2 separate regions of the Mus musculus genome follow, and region 1 is linked to region 2. The links are chromatin contacts, called in public promoter capture Hi-C maps. All regions are on one chromosome and are shown on one strand. Each heading gives the region's core, a stretch centred on a gene start, on an enhancer-like site or on the middle of the called end of the contact. The rest is flanking DNA. Distances are from core to core; before and after follow the strand shown.

Evidence for each region. Capture Hi-C pulls out chosen DNA fragments and counts their contacts.
Region 1: a promoter capture Hi-C map of adipose tissue shows a contact between it and region 2. The contact joins the promoter of H1f3 here to the promoter of Btn1a1 in region 2. A contact is called at or near these places in 10 of 39 promoter capture datasets (the HPC-7 cell line, cranial neural crest, embryonic stem cells and 7 more), 2 of 115 datasets of contacts at active chromatin or transcription factors (both in embryonic stem cells) and 2 of 9 other capture datasets (adipose tissue and liver).

What each region holds. Positions count from the first base shown.
Region 1 is chr13:23,553,678-23,556,465 of GRCm38.p6, forward strand. It overlaps H1f3 (H1.3 linker histone, cluster member), which reads left to right and starts at 1,355. Exons shown (of 1, transcript NM_145713.4): 1 at 1,355-2,130. The coding sequence starts at 1,413. The coding sequence ends at 2,078.
Region 2 is chr13:23,464,613-23,467,319 of GRCm38.p6, forward strand. It overlaps Btn1a1 (butyrophilin, subfamily 1, member A1), which reads right to left and starts at 1,289. Exons shown (of 8, transcript NM_013483.3): 1 at 1,170-1,289; 2 at 490-611. The coding sequence starts at 568. It overlaps Gm52036 (a long non-coding RNA gene), which reads left to right. Exons shown (of 2, transcript XR_003950563.1): 2 at 90-876. n-TYgta8 (a tRNA gene) reads left to right here and starts at 2,464; the gene lies at 2,464-2,553.

The DNA.
Region 1 (2,788 bases), core at 105-2,604, 89 kb after region 2:
TAATCTCTACAAAATAGTACAAGCCTTACTACAGAGAATAATCTGCTGTTTTTCAGGATGTAATTATATTTTGGAGTTAAGACCAAAACCACATTTGTGATATTAGCCTCCACAGTCATGAGTGGGAATGAGTGAAGCTTCTTATGGTTTCAAGTTTGTAGTCCCATGGTTGATCCCTTTTCCAGAAACTTTATTCTTGCTGCAGTTATCATAATGATAACTGACTATGAAATGTTTAAGTCCTTTGGTGGATACCACCTGCTAATTCTTTTGTTTGTGACAGACTATATTATATATGTAATATATGTAATGAGGTCAGCAGCTATCATGGAAATTAAAAAACAGATTTTCTTTCACATTCTGCTTGTTTTTAATAATGAAATTCAAATCATTTTAAAACTGGAAATATGCAGAAAACTGTTGTGATAAGTGTTGGCAAGGGGAAACAGCTGCATAACACAGGTCCTGAAACACGGCATATAACACAGCTGTAAACTTTGTACTCTAAACACGGAGTGAGTTGCTAAGTCAGGTTATATCTCACTGTTCTTCAGCTCCCAGTTGCTAAACTTCTGTTCCTTCTTGACCTAGGTATCTTTTTTCTGTACATGTGATAGTTGGTGTACATTTCTCTATCAAATCTGAAAAATATGTGCTTTCAGCTTTTGATCTACAATAGGGATGGCACAGACTCATCACGTCTCCAGAAAATGGCTAAATCACTAAAACAGGAAAACCGAAGGGGAATTACACACTGGTATCTCAAATATCATTAAAAAATCCAATCGATATTTTCTACAATAATCATTCCCCCGGTATGCACTGCTTTCCCATCTAGTGCCAATTCCTACAGCTTGGTGCAGATAGCCCTGGAAGCTTGTGTTGTTGCTTTCTCGAAAAACTCAAATTTCCCTATGTATTTCCGTGAAAACAAGTTATTTCATAGAGTCCTGAAATGATAAGAATGTGAGGAACCATGTCCTGAAACAAAAGTTTGCTAATGACCGCGAGAGAAGTAGTATTTTTAAGGAAAACCTTAAAGTTGTCCCAATTTTCGTCAAGTTTGAAAGAGAGTTGGGGCAATCAGAGAAGTTTCAGGGTGCCGATTTTGAACATAGGTGCACAAATTAAGGCAAGAATGTAGCCTACAGGCTCTCGGATCAGTTTCCCCCAAGTCCCTAATTATTTCGTGCCCATATTTTTTATATTTTTATACTTTTTTGAGGGGCAACAAACACAGCCACAAGGCAAAGCTGAAGATCCTTTCTCTGGCAACGCGGCGCACGGCGCACGGCGCAGGGAACCAATCACCACGCAGCTTCTCTCTATATAAACCCAGAGCCTGCAGCACTGGGAACAACCTTCTCTGACTGTTTGTGCTTACTTTTTGCTTTACTAGTAAAGCTTAGAACATGTCCGAGACCGCTCCCGCGGCGCCTGCTGCCCCTGCACCTGTGGAGAAGACACCTGTGAAGAAGAAGGCGAAGAAGACCGGCGCCGCTGCTGGGAAGCGCAAGGCGTCCGGACCCCCGGTGTCCGAGCTCATCACCAAGGCTGTGGCCGCCTCCAAGGAGCGCAGCGGCGTGTCCCTGGCTGCGCTCAAGAAGGCGCTGGCGGCCGCGGGGTACGATGTGGAGAAGAACAACAGCCGCATCAAGCTCGGGCTGAAGAGCCTGGTGAGCAAGGGTACCCTGGTGCAGACCAAGGGCACCGGCGCCTCCGGCTCCTTCAAACTCAACAAGAAGGCGGCTTCCGGTGAGGCTAAGCCCAAGGCTAAGAAGGCAGGCGCGGCCAAGGCCAAGAAGCCTGCGGGAGCAGCCAAGAAGCCTAAGAAGGCGACTGGTGCTGCCACACCCAAAAAGACGGCCAAGAAGACTCCGAAGAAGGCGAAGAAGCCTGCGGCGGCTGCCGGCGCCAAGAAAGTTTCCAAGAGTCCCAAGAAGGTGAAGGCTGCTAAGCCCAAGAAGGCAGCAAAGAGTCCAGCCAAGGCCAAGGCTCCCAAGGCTAAGGCTTCCAAGCCTAAAGCTTCTAAGCCGAAGGCCACCAAGGCAAAGAAGGCTGCCCCTCGCAAGAAGTAGAGTGGTGCGTCCTGCTTTGAAAATCTCAAACGGCTCTTTTCAGAGCCACCCACAACCTCATTCAAAAGAGCTGAGCCTTTTTCTGGTTTTCTCATGGTATGTCCGCTGACTCTGGCTATGTGTTCCGAAGCAGATCAATTCTGTGCACTTTGTTATGGGTACATTTAGGAGCATCTATAAACTCTAGTTGAGCGATAGATTGTATCATTTTCAGCTCTAGCTGGACTTCTGGCCGGCAGTTTTTTGCTTCTGTGTGTGCTCCACACACGTGTTCATATTCCAAGAGTTTGGCGGGAAGTCCTTTCTAATGTCGCCTAGGCGTGATAAGGCATTAGGGGGGTTCTCTAGGAAGCTACTCTCACAATAGTGGCTACAGGCTGGAGCCTCTGTTTTAAGTTTTCCAATCCGGCTACACAAGGTGGTTTTGAGAATTAACCAATCAAGCCGTACTTTCAGTCATGGGTGTTGCACCAATCAGAGATTGTGATATTAAGATTTACATTTACGTACTGGGACGCTGGCGTTTTTTCTCTGTCCCCGCCCCTTTGTTCACTTCAGAGCTCTGGAATTCCGTCCTAAGAATTTTTAATTGTGTTTTCCGAGAAATTGAAAGCGCTCCTATTTCCTCCAAACTTAGCCACCTTCGCAGTTTTTAGGCACTGATCACATTGCCACTATAAGTGTGGAAGCTTTTTTAATACCCTGGTGGT
Region 2 (2,707 bases), core at 39-2,538:
GGTTGGGATGGAGGACCTACCGGCCAGTCTCCTTGTAAAGAAAGGAACTCGGGGTGGCTGCTATTTCTTTTCTTCTGTTTATTTTTCAGACTGGATCTCATAAATCCCAAGGTGGCCTCCAGCTCACTATGTAGCCTTGAGCTCCTTGCCCTCAATTCTCAAGTGCGATCATTACAGGGGTGCACCACCACCACACTTAGCGTTCCAATTCCTTTGATTTAAAGGAAAAACAACTAGGCGCTCCCTACGTAACCCTGGATGCTCTGGCTATCTCTATGTAGACCAGGCAGGTTTTGACCTCAGAAAAATCTGCCTGGGCCCACCTGGTGCTGCAATTGCAGGTGTGTATTACCTCCCGCAGTGGGTTTCCTTTGAACTCACTGGATTGTGGTGAAGGTCCCCCCACCAGGAGCCAAACCGGGTCAGAGGTATTTATTTATAGGGACCTTCCAACTTTGCGAGAAAGAGAAGGCTAGAACAGAAACTTACCCGAATCCAGCGTGGGCAGCTGTAGGACAGTGAGGGTGAGCAGACAGACCAGGAGGCAGGAGTTGGTGGGAACTGCCATCTCTGAGCTAACTGGGGCAATGAAGCCCGCCAAGAGCTTCAGGCTGGGAGAGAAACAGTCAGGAGGTAACTATGGGTTCCGCAAGCGCCCTGTTCTCCACCAGTTTCTTCCAACCTGGAGGGCTCTGTATTTCCCCTACAGGGTCATTTTCAGTCCATTTTACAACAGCGCCTGCCCCATACCCTTCCTCTGTACGTCTGGTCCTCCAGCCCTCGACTGCCTCCAGAATGGAGCCGCGAGGCACAGTTGTAGATAATGAAGAAATCTCCTCATTTACAATAACAATAAAACAATAAAGTAAAATCGAATCGAGTGGGATACTTTGTTATTCGTGTTTAGAAGTGATAATGAAGATAAAGCCACGGAGGTAGAAATGGAGAACATGAAATGAAACGAAGGAGGAGAGAAAGACAAGGTGTGTTTCTCAACTGTAAGCCCAGCAGCTCTCAGGAGGGTGATCTCTGGGAGTTACACCGTGAGGTACATACAGTCTTGACAAAGTCTGAGAGAGAGGGGAGAGGCAGAGCTGAAGAGCTTGAGGAACAGAAAGCCTAGTACAGAGAAGAGACAAAGAGAGCTGAGCTGAGAGTGAAGCACCTACCGATTTCGACAGACCCAGAGGAAAAGGGAGCCAGAGCCACAGTGATCAAGTGAAAAGGGCTGCTTGTCACCCCGGGGCCAAAGAGAGAGCTCTTCAGAAGGAAGAAGGCTGTGTGCTGTTAGAGAAGCCTGCCCACAGGTGGCCAAGTGTATTTATTCGGGGTGGGGGGAGGAGCAGCCTTTTAAACATGTGGACTACAGATTAGTGGTCAGGTAGTTTGGGTTCATCCTCCTCCCCTAAGAGAACGATATATGCATTAAAGAGCTGTACCGAATATAGGGAATGGGGACAAAAAGAAAGAAGACTTGAGCAACTGAAATGAGTCATGAGGCCATCAGCCTGTGAATTTAACTCTGTGGCTTCAGTTCTTTTAACCCAAGTTCATGGGGGGGGAGGGGGGGGCGCAGGCGGGGGTCATTGTAAGTTTAAGGCCAGTCTGGGCTTCATAGCAAGATCCAGACTTGCAAGAGCTACATATGGAGAACAAAACAAAAGAGAGTGGGGTGTTTGTTACTTTTAAGAAAAAGACTAATGTTACTAATACCTTGTTTGAATTATGCCAAGTTGGAAAAGTATTAGACACAAACAGTATTGGAAACAAAACAGGCAAGAGAATAGGAGCCCAGAAAGTAAATTACTTTGTCATTACATCTGTGAATAGCTAAAGAGTGAGTCCACAATGGCTGCAGCTCTCCCTCCCTGATCTTTTCCATGAGACACCTTCAGGAATGTGGGTGTGGGTGGCAGGAGTCCACTGGATGTCCACCTTCAAGGTATAACTGCACAAGGACCTGGCGCTTCACCCTGCCATCAGTCATGAGATCAGCAATTTCTTATTTGGTTTTGAATTTTCATTTATTACTGAAAAAATGCAAAGATAAAGAAAAAAAACAGTTTTATCAATGATTGTTTCTATGCTGTACATAAATATAAAATAAAATTTAAGAACAATATATATCAGTTCATAGTGATAAGTTCATAGTAAGTTTTCCTGCATAGTTCATAGCATAGCTAATACGCATATATTTGCGAAGATTATGAGATTTCTAGTTCTTTTTCTAGTATAAAGACTGCACTTCGGGGGGAGGGTATGGAGGACTTTTGGGATAGCATTGGAAATGTAAATGAGGAAATTACCTAATTAAAAAAAAAAAAAAAAAGAATGCACTTGGCATTTGGTAGAAGGTCCATCTAGCATTCATGAAGCCCTGAGTTAGATCCCAGCACTGCTTAAAATCAGGCATAGTGGCTCCTCTAAGCTACTTGTGACTTTGCTAGGCACTATACATGGTATCCTTCGATAGCTCAGTTGGTAGAGCGGAGGACTGTAGGAGTATTCGACCTGGAAATCCTTAGGTCGCTGGTTCGAATCCGGCTCGAAGGAGGTCTGTTTTTGTAACTCAGATAGATCGATCTACCATGTCTGTTTGTTTTACTAGCCTGTAGCAAACAGTAAGGGCAAGATAAACTTTTTTTTTTTAAACGCACAGTAAAACAGACATGCTAACACATGCTTCTATTCCTAGCATTCGGGAGGC